3 separate regions of the Mus musculus genome follow, and regions 2 and 3 are each linked to region 1. A link is a contact called in public Hi-C and capture Hi-C data. All regions are on one chromosome and are shown on one strand. Each heading gives the region's core, a stretch centred on a gene start, on an enhancer-like site or on the middle of the called end of the contact. The rest is flanking DNA. Distances are from core to core; before and after follow the strand shown. Region 1 has its middle 87 kb from the start of Gm39602. Region 2 overlaps Slc1a4 (solute carrier family 1 (glutamate/neutral amino acid transporter), member 4). Region 3 has its middle 20 kb from the start of Actr2.

Region 1 (4,350 bases), core at 773-3,272:
GGCACATATGTGCGCATGCACACCCCTACACAGAAATTTAAAATATATACTAAAAAGAACTATTTTCATCAGGCATGTTGCCACATGCCTAGAATACAGGGCTTGGGAGGTAGAAGCTGGAGTTCAAGGTCATCTTTGGTTACGTAGCCAGTTCAAAGCCAGCGTGGGCTACATGAGATCTTATTTTGAACAACAGAAAAGTCAGCTAGCCATAGCAACAACAGCAAAACTCCCAAACAAACAAAGCCTTATAAAAAGGAGAATTGTAATTTCTATATTCTAGTATTTCATAGCTTAAACTGTTTCATCTACATGCCAATCATCTAATAATTCTCCTACAGAATTAATCTGTTACTTTTCTTATACTCTTTATAATAAAAGAAATCAATAAACACACTTATACAGGTTGGCCTTGTATTGCGTGTTTGTTATTCCAGGGCTTAGAGGGTAGGGGCAGGAGGATCAGGGGTTCCAGGCTTTGATACGTAATGAGTTCGAGGTCATCCTGAGCTAGGTGAGACTGTCTCAAAAGCTAAAATCAAGGGCTGGAGAAATGGCTCAGTGGTTAAAGACCCGAGTTCAAATTCTAGCACCCACATGACAGCTTATAAGTGTCTGTAACTCCAAGATCTGACACCCTCAGACAGACATACATGGAGGGAAAACACCAACACACATAAAATAAAGATAAATAAAAAAATTTAAAAAGAGGAAAAAAAAAATTAAATCAAGCATTACCACCACTACCAACCCCTCCCCCAACCCCCACAACAGAAAACCAAGACGGCAAAGATCTGAAAGTCTTTTCATGTTTGCCAAATTTCTATTGTGTTAAAACAAGTTGCCAAAGATTCCAGGGTTCTCCAGAATTTCTGTTCACCAGAGTTCCGAAAATACTGGATTATTAGTTTGAGCTCAGCTACTTCGCCTGTTTGGTAGCCAGCGCTATAAGCAGAGGCACAAACAGGCGCGCTGGCTCCCTCTCGTGGACAGCATGGAGAAGACACGAGAAGAAAAGGGTGTAGAATCCCAAAGCAGTGTTTCACTGAAATAGACCCAAGCGATGTGGTCTGTAAACCAGCGTCTGAGGAAGTGTTGCATTTTGCTGGATAAGGTAAAAAGGACGGTCCACTGGAGGGGGGTTGTAAGACTTATAAACGGAATGTGCAGGTAGTGAACCAACAAGCGTCAGCCACTTGTTCAGCTCAACCGCAGTAAATGTTCCTGTGAGGGGAAATTCCCAAAACCAAACCCCATAGGGATCTTTCTCCTCCCTCTGTCGTCTCACAATTGGGAGACGCAAAGGGGATGCCAGAGTTCCCTCCGACCAGGGATCCCCAGTATAGCTTGGTCCCACCTTAGCATCATGGGGCTGCCTGGGCAGGAGCATGGGACCCCATGTCTCTAGCTCATTTCCTGTCAGGTGTTCTACTTAAGCCATCCAGCAGCCCTAGAGGGCTTCCAGGCCTCTCTGCCAAATCGAAGAGACTGTGTGCTCAGGGAGATTGGTTGAGGTCTCAGGCTTTTTCTCTCAAAAGGCCCGTGGGGGCGTGAGGTGGGGGAGGTGTTCTTGCTCACCTGTCTGACATTCTCTTTTGTGGTCTCTAGGTTGTTTTTGTCTTAGTTTTCTTTCAATACTTGGCCTCTTGTAGTCCAGGGTAGTCTCAACCTAGGTAGGCAGTAGAAGATGCCCCTCCCTCCTTCCTGCCTGCCTGCTGGGGTTACAGGTTCCTGCTCTTTTGTTTAGATGGTAAAGAGGCAGAAATATTTCTAAGTACTAGGACAGCTCATGATAGTGGCACTCACGAGTACCCAAGATCCATCTGCCTCCCGACTTAGTGTGGAGGTCACTTACTCCAGAAAGACCCCCGTTGAGTCCCCCAGGCACCATGAGGCAATTCTGTCATGATTCTGTGGGAGAGGAGGCATTCTAGAGGAAGTGATAATGTGAACAAGCTGAGCTCTCTGGTTAGCTGCCGGCAGCTGCCTGTGAGGATGATCTGTCCTCTCAGCTCCCTGCTGAGACAGGGCCCTGCCTCCCTGCTTTGGGTGTGTCAGCCCAGAATGCCTTCCAGGGGCTGTAGGGGCCTTCCCCAGCTTCTCCCTGCCTAAATGCCACTGCGGTGCTGTGCCTGCAAGCCTCCAGCTGAGGAACGAGCTCCTTTGGGGTGGGTGGATGCCAGGGCTGGATCATGTGCAGGCAGGCAGAGAGGCGCATGGATGCAGGAGAGAAGGAGGTGGCTGATAATGGGCAGTGGGCAGGGGAATGGGGAATGAGGAGGTGTGGGAGAGGCCTGATGACCCGCAGTCAGGTTTAGCCAGGTGGAGGAAGAGGGCCTGCTGGGGAAGGACTTTGAAGGAGTAGATACCTGGAGGTCAACTCTGCAGCCTAGCCTGCGGCCACTTGGAGTCACTTCTTACCACTTCATTGGCTGACCAGAGCTCCAGGCCTCCAGGCAGCAGCTGTGTCGTGGGTCCCCTGCTTGACCCTAGGGTTTCAGGGAAAGCTTCCCATAATGAAATTCTGGGCTGAGTTTCAAGAATGAGAAAGGATGTTCCAGGGAAATAGAGCACCCTACTTAGATGTGGGCAGGAAGGACCCTGCCTGTGTGCTAGGCTGCGGAGGGCATGCCACGCCTCTGGGATGTGAAGTCTGCAGAACTGTGAGTGGGCACATTCCAGCCCAGCTACCCGTCGGGGAGCCCTGGAAGCTTGAGGGTTGGTGCTTGGAGTGAGGAAGGACAATAGTCGCAAATGTCACGTGGTCATCGAAGAGGCCCAGAGTGTCCAGAGCCCTGCAGTTCCTAACATTACAAGGGACATCCTGTGCCAGCAATTTCAGTGGATAGTGAGGCAGGCCCCCAGGGGTCAGTGGAGACAGGAGGTCAGAAGGAGGAAGCAGAGAGCAAAGACAACCAAGACGAGATCAACTCTCAACAATGGGCTAACAGGATTAAAACAAAACAAAACAAAACAAAACAAAACAAAACAAAACAAAACAAAACAAAACAAAACAAAACACCAGAAACAAAACAAACAAAACCTCAGTGGAGAAGGAGGACCAGAGGCAGAGGGGGCTGTGTCAGCTCTCTGATGTATTTAATGGAATTATGAAGTGTATGTGTTTAAAGAAAGCAAATGATGTAGTAAGTGATGTTCAGATGAAAACCAAACTTTAGAGCAAAGTGGGAAGTCAGGAAGAGGGCCAATGGTGGTCACAGCCAGCCAAGGCCCACTACTCTAGGGTCAGAGAGGATGTGGAGTGACAAGGCAGGCAGGCTCCCTGTCCATTTCCTGGTGGGACTAGAGGTAAGGGCAGAGAGCGAGGATGATGGAGGTAAGGAAGGAGAGAGGTCAGTGGGCAAGAGGGTCCACCAGCTCATGATGCCAGTGGCGGAGAAGTTCACTAGGTGGTACAGGTCTGGGCGAGGCCAGAAATGTGCGGTGCGGGGTGTGGTAGAAAGCCCTGGTGAGAGGGAACTGTGAGCCCAAGGCTTCATGTTCTCCATATATGGGAGTCAGGAGACGCCGGTCAATATGAAGTTCAAAAGGAACTTTGGCCACGGCGCTGTCAGGGGTGTCAAAGACAGTGCCGAGGAAGGAAGATTGATGTCCTAGGAGCAGCAACTGGGAACAGGAAGCAGTCGCTGCTATTTCCTGCCCTGGGCCCCAGGAGTGTGGGAGAGTGAGGAGCCTTCCCCTTGGGAAACAGGGTGGGTATGGGAAGGAGATTGTCTTCATGGGAACAAGGTCTTAAGAATGTTCTGGGTGGGGAAGGATGGAGAAAGTGGGATGAGTGTGGCTTGGCGTCCGGGTAGGGGCGGCTCGGCGTAGTGCGTGGGGGTGGGGGAGTGCGTGGGAGTGGGGGAGCCGCTGGGGATGGGCGAGTAGTGGGGGTAGGGATCTGCTGGGGATGGGAGAGCTACTGGGGGTGGGGGAGCAGTTGAGGGGCGGGGGAGCGGCTGTGGGGGGTGCATAAACGAGGAGATGGGCGAGAGATAAAGTGTTGGAACCTGGCTGGCGGACTGGCCTGCATGTTCCTGCCTTCACGGGCTTGAGTTTTGTTGAGAATCTGACTAAAGTCCCAGCCAAGTGTAGGCAGGGTGTGAAGAGATAATTGGTTGGGCATGGCCAGGTATCATAGCGACAAACCCAAGCCTGTGGGCCATTATGGCTTCTTACTGGGAATACTTAAGTCCCTTCCAGACGAGATTCTGGCTTGCTCTTGAACGCCCTGTCCTAGAGAAGCCTTTGCTAACAAGCTGTGAGTGAATCTGGAATGGCGGCGGTCAGAGAGCCAGGAGTTTCACAGGCCGAATACAACAATGACCTCTATTGGATGCCGTGTGG
Region 2 (4,350 bases), core at 638-3,137, 490 kb before region 1:
TCACCCCAGAAACCCAAGCCCAGGGAATGGTTCTACCAACTTTTAGTCTGTGTCTTCCCACCTCAGTTAGCCAAATTAAGATAATCCCTGACAGGAATGGCCAGAGGCTCATCTCCCAGTGTTCCCAGATCCCTCGCAGTTCGTAATTAATTCTGCAGCTCAGCTTGCCCACAGGAGCAGGAATTGGTGGGAAGGCCGCCAGCACAGGGTCTTTTATTCTTCCAATTTGTTGTTCCTGCTGGAAGTGTATAGCTGGAATATGGTAGTTTATATGTCAAGACCAGCATTCTACACAGAGCCTTGCTCCAAAAAGGATATTCCCAGCACTTGGGAGAAAGAGGCAGGTGGATCTCTGTGATTTCAAGGTTAGCCTAGTTTATATAGTAAATTGTCTCAAAAAAAAAAAAAAAAAAAAAAAAAAGAATAGGTTTTGGACTTGGTTGGTTTTCTGAAAACTCATTTTTTTTTAGTTATTTGTTTGTTTAATCTCTCTTCTGTCTCTGTCTCTCTGTCTCTCTCTCTCTCACTCACTCGCTCTCGCTCTGTGTGTGTGTGTGTGTGTGTGTGTGTGTGTGTGTGTGTGTGTGGTGCTTGCATGTGCAGTACATGAACCCCAGAGATCAATGCTAGGCATCTTCCTCCACAATCATGTTCCATTTGCTTGCTTGTCTGTCTGTCTGTCTGTCTGTCTTGAGACAGGGTCCCTCTGTGTATCCCTGGCTGTGCTGGAACTAGATCTGTAGACTGGGCTGGCCTCTAGCTCACAGAGATCCACCTGCCTCTGCCTCCGAAGGGCTGAGCACTACACGCCCATCTCCTTCAGTCTTGGGATTCCCAGCACTGGGATTTTAGACTCACATTCCTGCTTCTGGCTTTCCATGGAATTTATTTTAGGTCCTCATGCTTGAGCCAAAAGCACTTTACTAACTGAGCCAGTTTTCCCAACCCCTATTGTCTTTAAACAAAACAAAACAAGTGCTTTCATCCAAACATAAAATCCATTCCTATACGTGTATTTCAGGACATCACAATGACTTTATTAATATAAAAGGAAAAAAGGGAAATATTATAATAAGATGTGTTTATTTTATGTGTATTAATGCTTTGCATATGTGTACTGATGTATCTATGCACCACATGTGTGAGTTACAGAAGGTTGTGAACTGCCATGTAGGTGCTGAGAATTAAATGTGGGTCCTTTGGAAGAGCAGCCAGTGCTCCTAACTGCTAAGCCACCTCTCCAGTCTTCCAAAAATGTGCTTTAATCTATAAATGCAGGGCTCTATCCATGGGCAGTGGTTAAAGTGACTGCACATCCTGAGGCTCTCAGCACCCATGGAAAACCAGGCATCCTACATAAGCCTCTAACCCCAGCTCTGAGGAGGAGGAGGAAGAGGAGGAGGAGGAGGAGGAGAGATGGGATTGCTGGGGTTGGCTTGCTCCCAAGGCAGTGGGAAACTTAATCTTTCAAAAATAAGGTAGTGGATGTCTGACTTCGTGCATAACCACACAGTGTCCATTTGTACAAACACATGCATCCATGTACACACACACACACACAAATAAGTAAATAAGTCTTTAAAAATATGTAAATTCTCTAAAAGAGGTTGGATCCTTATTTCTGGTTTAGAATTGCTGCTGACTAGTAATGGTGGTGCACAAGGAGGGAAGGAGAAACCCCTGCTAAGGAGCCAGCTGAGTGCAGACTGAGTCCAGCTCAGTGCAAAAGGAAGGGCTTCAATTTCTTAGCAAGATGAGTAGTTCCTGGAAACTTTCAAAACAAAACAAACTGTTATCCCATAATTTACATAGTAGCTGTATTCCTGGAAGGTGCGTCCAAGGTGTGAAAGGAAAAACAAAATCTCTTGGTTGGAGTTAGTCCAGGCTCAGGCAGGCAGGTTTAAATGAAGCTATTGTCATGCTGAACACTGGGGACTCTACAGGCTTTGAGACAGTTAGTTGTATAGGATTTTGTTGAACTTGCCAGGATGAATTTCTGGACGCTGGTACCCTCCCTTCCAAGATCTCTCAATTCTATAAATGGATCTCAATTATTGTAAAACAAACCAGGCCTGTTGGTTAAACAGGTGCGGTGATGTACGCCTATAATTCCAGCACTCCGGGAGCAGTGGGAGGAAGATGAAGGGTTTAAAGTCAGCTGGGACTTGCTTCAGCATTAACTAAATAACAATTGCTGAGGCTGGAGAAATGGCTCAACAGTTGGAGTGCTTGCCACTCTTGCAGAGGACTATCCCGCAGTTCCCAGCACCCACATCAGATGACTCAACTGTCATTGGTATGTCTGTACACATGTAAGTGCGCACACACACATACACAATTAAATAATAAAAGTACATCTTAAAACAAACAAGCAAAACAGCTGGTGATGCATAGGAGGATCCACAGTTTAACATTGTCTCTGCTACACAGTGAGTTTCAAGGCTGTTTAAATGTTTAAAGAGTGAGCTGGGCTTAAAACCCACGACCCTGACAAAACGCTTGCTTTCTTTTTCCATAGAAACCTGTTCCCTTCCAATCTTGTGGTTGCCGCATTCACTACGGTAAGGTTTGATACTTTGTCGATTATATGAAACCTTGGTGGAGGAAGTGTATAAATTAATGCACCAGAGTTTGGTAAAGTACAGGAAAGAGGGATCCTAGGGTAGTCCCTCCCCAAACCCTTCACGAATGAGGCTTATTAGGAGAAATGACCCTGAAATCATCATCAGGCCTCGAAGCCGGAGGGAGAGCAGAAAATGGTCGGTATATGTTTGGGTCAAATGACTGACGGGGTCATGGAGGAAAAGAGAGGCTTCCCTTTGAAACCTGGAGAGGAGCTTCATTAACAGTGAGAATATGAGAGTTGGGGGGAGGGGGACCTCCATGAGGAAGATGGAGGGGGAGGTCAGAGGAGCATTTGTTTTTAGATATGCCAGAGCAATCCAGAGGGATCCTGTTATAAACAAAACTTAGTAACACTAGGGTCAGTTTTTGTAGAAGGAGATTTGAAACAACAACAAAACCCTGTAGGATGTAGAAAGGGTGCCCCAAGATCCTTTGTATCACTTAGAAAATGCCTTCAAACCATTATCTGGAGACTGTTTGAAACATTATAGATTTTTCAGAAATCATACTTTTATTCTGACTATAAAGGTAGTATGTACATTTTGCTAAAAGTGGGGGTGGATAACTTGTATATATAATGTGAAGTTAAAAAAAAAAAAACAACAAACCATTTAGAGCTTTGGGTGTTTGTCACAGAAGGGATGGGTGGGGTTGGTCTCCCTGCCACCCCAATCACGGGGCAGCTGAGTACATCTGCCTCTCTGAAACTATGATAAAGCAGAGAGAAATCAAAGCTTTTGAAACATGGTCTCAAGCAGGCGCTCAGGTCTATAGCTCTCTGGGTGTCTGGCAGTTCTGTAGCCACGAGACCACCGTAGCGGGGCGGAGAGAGAGATGCATTGCACACCATGAAAAGGTGTGTGTCTTCCCAACTCACAGTAGGACCAAGGTCTGGGAAACTTGGCCAAAGACACTGCCTTACCTCATGCCCCTTTCTCTGGAGGTGGGCAGCTCAAGCCTGATTAGAAACAGACGCCAAAGAGCAGCCACACTTAGGTCATTCTGGAACACTGTGGAACATAATAGATAAATGAAAAAGAGAAATGTGATGAACTTTGTCTTTCTGGAATTTGTGCCAAACTTCTTAAACAATATGAAACATGAGCTGTTGAAGGATCAAACTGTCAGCAGGAAAAAGTTTACCCTATTGCCCAAGGAACACATGAAAATTCTCCATTCCCTCGGTCCCTAAATAACCCGACAGCTTATCAGGGGCTCGCTGCCTGAGTGTTAACGTAACTCATGCAGGATGCAGAGGTCAGCATCAGGCCAGTCAAGTGCAGCTTGCTCAGCACACCCACTACGAATAGTAGCAGCAGTAGACCAGGACCTTGCCATGCCCTTAGTGCCTCTGGTGGGTCTTTACGCCTGTTCACTAATGATGGGTTTTCCTCCTCTTTATTAGTCTGCAACCGATTACACAGTGGTGACCCATAACACCAGCTCGGGGAACGTGACCAAAGAGAAGGTAAGGCTCTTCAGAAGATGGCTTCTGGAAATGTATGGAAAGCAAACCAGCATCCTTAATGACAGACAGGCACATGTGCCTGTTACTTACTGGGATTGGAAGTTGGGGATCTGAATGGAATATTTAAAACTTCCAGGGTAGATTTGTTCCTTACAGCGCAGTTGAACACCAGAGTCAGGAGCCCAGGAATCTCCATAACAGCCCTTCTAGCTAAAATGCAACGGAGGTGTGTCTCAGCATAACCTACAGTCGGAACT
Region 3 (4,350 bases), core at 617-3,116, 300 kb before region 1:
GGAATCCCACTGAAATAGAAATCTTCAGTACAGGCTACATTACATATTGGAAGCAAGTTGGTGAATTCTTCTGACAAATGGAGATTCTCCAGATACTTAAAAGTTACACTCATATAAGAATTTAGCAAGGCCTAGGAAATAGAGGGGTTGTGGTATTGCATTATTCATGAGGTCTGCTAAGAGCAGAACCCCCTGGTGCTAGCCTTCACAAGGTTCAAAGGTATAGCACTAGAGTGTGAAATCCTTACCTGTCATTAAGTTGACCCTAGGCAGGACTGCTTTATCTTTACTGTAAACATTTACCTGGTTCCTGTAAATCTTTTTGAAGTCATTCCTTTGTTTTGTGTCAGGCAACTTCAATGTACTTTGCCTGCTGTGACTTCCTACCCCTTTTATTTTCTGTACTATATAAGACTGGTGTTCACTTTGTGACAATACATTCAGATTCTACACAATCTCGTGTGTTGGTCTGTCTGTCACCCGCCAACTCCTTGCCCATCTGCACCCAGAGACCCGTTCCGCGCAGACAAAGGGACCCAGAGGGTCTGCGGCAAGAAAGACCATCCACCTCTTGCCTTGATGGGATCAAGGTCTATATTTAAGAGGCTAGCTCAAACATGAGCATCTACTCCAAATCTAGCAAATGCTTGGTCCTACTTGCTTAAAAGAAGAATGAATAATCAGATACAGTCTCAGCTGGTGTTAATTAAAATGCACAGTCTCAAGTAGGAGACACATATTAAATAAGCAAGTAGGCAGATGTGGGTAATGCTTTAAATTATACATGGAAGGAAAGAAGTCCTGTTAGGGAAGGGGGTAGTGTGCATAGACTTAGAGCAGTGGCTCTCAACCTGTAGGTCACGACCTCTTTGGTAAACCTCTATCTCCAAAAATAATTACATTGTAACTCATAACAGTAGAAATATTACAGTTATGAAAGTAGCAATGATACAATTTTATGGTTGGGAATGACTTACTGGAGGAGGGCACAGTCAAAAGAATGGAGTGTTAGGTGTGGGCATGCTTATTACCACAGCACCTGGGAGACAGAGGTCAGAGGATCAGGAGTTCAAGGTCATTCGTGGCTACAAGGCAAGTTCAAGGCCAGCACTGGCTACCTGATACCCTGCCTCAACAACAGTATAGAATGGAGACAGGTGAGATCCTAGCCAACAACTAGATTACTTAGAGCCTTAGGGGCTCTGCAGTGGGCTTTGAACTTCATCCCAAGGACAGTAAGGACAGTAGGAAATTATTAACAGAGTACAAGTGACACCTGGTCTGGAAAAGGGTTCAAGGACGGCCCTTGCAAAAGTAATTTCATGAAGGACACATTGGTTTCTGGGCTGCATTAGGAGACAGCAGTGGCCGGGCATGGTGGCGCACGCCTTTAATCCCAGCACTTGGGAGGCAGAGGCAGGCAGATTTCCGAGTTCCAGGCCAGTCTGGTCTACAAAGTGAGTTCCAGGACAGCCAGAGCTACACAGAGAAACCCTGTCTCGAAAAAAAAAAAAAAAAAAAAAGAGCCTGGCAGGGCAGAGAGGGCAGCATGTTCTAGGCGGAAGGAGGGACTGGAAGGTGAAAGCAATGTGATGGAGGGGTACTGTGTCATGGGAGGTGGAAGACAGTAGAGAAGGTTTTATTTTATGTTGTGACCATCAAAGTGAACAGTTATGACAGGGCAGAGGGCAATGGTCCTCACATGGGGAGAGTAGCGACTGGGACCCTACACATGGATTGAAAGCATTTTGCCCTTTGACTCTGCCACCTTAACCTGGAAGGACGCCCTGTGGTTCAAGTACTGTGGTTGGTCACTTCGCATTTGCAGAAGCAGATGGAAACCGAAAGTCTGGATTCCCCCAAGTCTCCACTTTCAGGTGCTGTCCAGCCCTGCCCTCTGCTGGTAAATTCTGGTAGACACCCAAGAAACTAAGCTGCCCGGCTCATGTTCTCACTTTCTTAGTGAAATGATTATAATACGTGATTATGTAACAAAATATAGAAACTTTTGCCGGGCGTGGTGGCTTGCGCCTTTAATCCCAGCACTCGGGAGGCAGAGGCAGGCAGATTTCTGGGTTCGAGGTCAGCCTGGTCTATAGAGTGAGTTCCAGGATAGCCAGGGCTGCACAGAGAAACCCTGTCTCGGAAAAAAAAAAAAAAAAATTGAAGCTTTAACTAGCTCTCTAAATGACACTTTGGAAAGGTATAAACATTACAAGTTATAAACAAATTCATCCAGATTAAAATACAGGATGTTCCAGCAGCCTTGAGAGTTCTCCCTTACTTCCCTGCTTACTCACTGTTCTGACTACTGTTTGGATTTGTTTGAGACAAGTTCTTTCTTTCTCTCTCTTTCTTTCTTTCTTTCTTTCTTTCTTTCTTTCTTTCTTTCTTTCTTTCTTTCTTTCTTTCTTTCTTTCTTTCTTTCTTTCTTTCTTATATACACTGTAGCTGTCTTCAGACACTCCAGAAGAGGGCATCAGATCTCATTACGGATGGTTGCGAGCCACCATGTGGTTGCTGGGATTTGAACTCAGGACCTTTGGAAGAGCAGTCCGTGCTCCTAACCGCTGAGCCATCTCACCAGCCCGAGACAAATTCCCGATGAGTATCCCCAGGTTGGCCTTGCGTTCATTAACCAGCCCAGGCTGACCTTGACCTGAACTCTTGCGTCTCAGCCTCTCGATCACTGGAATTAGAGGAGCATGTCACCACAGCATGTCACCACAGCCAGCTGCCACCATCCTGACTTTTAACAGCAGAGATGAGCTTACCCTGTTCTTGACCAGCATATCAAGGAAGTCAACACTATGTGCTCTTGTATTATACCTTTTTGACTTAACATATACCTGTACCATTTCCCAAATTGTATATTATAATAAATTCCTTTAAAATCTTCCAGCTTTTTGTTTGTTTGTTTAAGATTTACACGATGTATAAATGGATGCCTTTGGAGGCCAAAGAACTTAGATCCCAGGAGTTGGAGTTACAAGCCATTGTAGGTATCATGTTTTATAAAACACAGTATAATGTGGCTGGAGAGAGCACCTTAGCAGACCTGGCTATGGTGTCACCATGAACAACCAAGCCATGTGACAGACCTAGCATGAAGAGCAGTTATTGGTGGGAAGGGGAGGAGACCTAGAAAAGAGATAGAGGCAGAGGAAGGAGGGGGACAGAGAAGGACTGAAAGAGAGAGGAAGAGACTGGCCAGGAACACATGGGAAAGAGAGGAGAGAGAGACACACACACACACAAAGAGACAGACACACAGACCAAGCAGACCTTCTTTTCACCAGGTTGGCTCACACCTGTCAGGCGGCTATGCAAGCCGACGCTAGGTAGCTGTTGGCAGAGCCTAGGGGAATTGCCATCAGTAGGTGTCCCAACACAAGTCCTCAGGACCAAACTCTGTTTCTCTACAAGAGCAACAATCTCTCTCAGCTACCTCTTAGCCCAGCAGTCTATACTTTAAAACAGGAATTCTTGCAAAGGACCCGAGTCTGGTTCTCAGCAACCCACACTGAGTAGGGCACACACCTGCCTGGTACTCCAGCTCCGGGGACTCCAAACCATCTTTTGACCTCTACGGGTACCCATATGCCTGTGCACACACACAGATGCACATAAGTAAAAAAGACATTTTTTTTTTTAAGACAGGGTTTCTCTGTATAGCCCTGGCTATCCTGGAACTCACTTTGTAGACCATGCTGGCCTCGAACTCAGAAATCTGCCTGCCTCTGCCTCCCTGGTGCTGGGATTAAAGGCGTGTGCCACCACGCCCAGCAAGACATACTTTTTAAAGTAATTCTATTTTAAAATGCACCAGCACTGTGAGACATGGTGGCTCATACCTATAATTCCATCATTTGAGAGGCTAAGGCAGGAGGATTCCCAAATGTTGAAGGACAGCCTGAGTTACATAGCGAGTTTCTAGCCAAGCTGAACTACAAAAAGGAAAAAAAAAATCAAGTGATTTTATTTTCTCTGTAGCTGATGGGAATTTGAATTATTTCAAGTCCATGACTGTGAGGAGGCACAGTAAAAAAAACCACTGAAATAGACACCCTGCGGGCGATGGTTTGTGTATGCTTGGCCCAGGGAGTGGCAATATTAGGAAATGTAGCCTTGTTGGACTAGGTGTGTCACTGTAGGTGTGGCCTTTAAGACCCTTGTCCTAGCTACCTGGAAGCCAGTCTTTTCCTAGCAGCCTCCAGATGAACACGTAGAACTCTCAGCTCTTCCTGTACCATGCCTTCCTGGACCCTGCCATGCTCCCACCTTGATGATAATGGAGTGAACCTCTGAACCTGTTAGCCAGACCCAATTAAATGTTGTCCTTATAAGAGT

The links. Hi-C and Micro-C count contacts between places; a contact is called where the count stands out from the background. Capture Hi-C pulls out chosen DNA fragments and counts their contacts.
Region 2: a capture Hi-C map of embryonic stem cells shows a contact between it and region 1, with 4 times the contacts expected there. The contact joins two enhancer-like sites. A contact is called at or near these places in 1 of 484 Hi-C or Micro-C datasets (embryonic stem cells), 2 of 115 datasets of contacts at active chromatin or transcription factors (astrocytes and embryonic stem cells) and 1 of 9 other capture datasets (embryonic stem cells).
Region 3: a contact with region 1 is called in a Hi-C map of Th1 cells, with 4 times the contacts expected there. The contact joins two enhancer-like sites. A contact is called at or near these places in 1 of 15 datasets of contacts at CTCF or cohesin (large pre-B cells), 32 of 484 Hi-C or Micro-C datasets (3T3-L1-derived adipocytes, the AtT-20 cell line, the Ba/F3 cell line and 24 more), 5 of 115 datasets of contacts at active chromatin or transcription factors (astrocytes, embryonic stem cells and kidney) and 1 of 9 other capture datasets (embryonic stem cells).

Annotation. Positions count from the first base shown.
Region 1 is chr11:19,827,468-19,831,817 of GRCm38.p6, reverse strand. No RefSeq gene overlaps it. Among named protein-coding and RNA genes, the nearest start is that of Gm39602, 87 kb to the right of the region's middle. Within about 2 kb of position 2,022, at least 77 of the 459 cell types and tissues checked have an H3K27ac peak or open chromatin away from gene starts, as enhancers often do. A contact at or near this core is called in Th1 cells and embryonic stem cells, where this site is marked.
Region 2 is chr11:20,318,403-20,322,752 of GRCm38.p6, reverse strand. Slc1a4 (solute carrier family 1 (glutamate/neutral amino acid transporter), member 4) reads left to right here. Exons shown (of 8, transcript NM_018861.3): 2 at 2,519-2,561; 3 at 4,031-4,093. Among named protein-coding and RNA genes, the nearest start is that of Slc1a4, 12 kb to the left of the region's middle. Within about 2 kb of position 1,887, at least 4 of the 459 cell types and tissues checked have an H3K27ac peak or open chromatin away from gene starts, as enhancers often do. A contact at or near this core is called in embryonic stem cells, where this site is marked.
Region 3 is chr11:20,130,662-20,135,011 of GRCm38.p6, reverse strand. No RefSeq gene overlaps it. Among named protein-coding and RNA genes, the nearest start is that of Actr2, 20 kb to the right of the region's middle. Within about 2 kb of position 1,866, at least 63 of the 459 cell types and tissues checked have an H3K27ac peak or open chromatin away from gene starts, as enhancers often do. A contact at or near this core is called in Th1 cells, where this site is marked.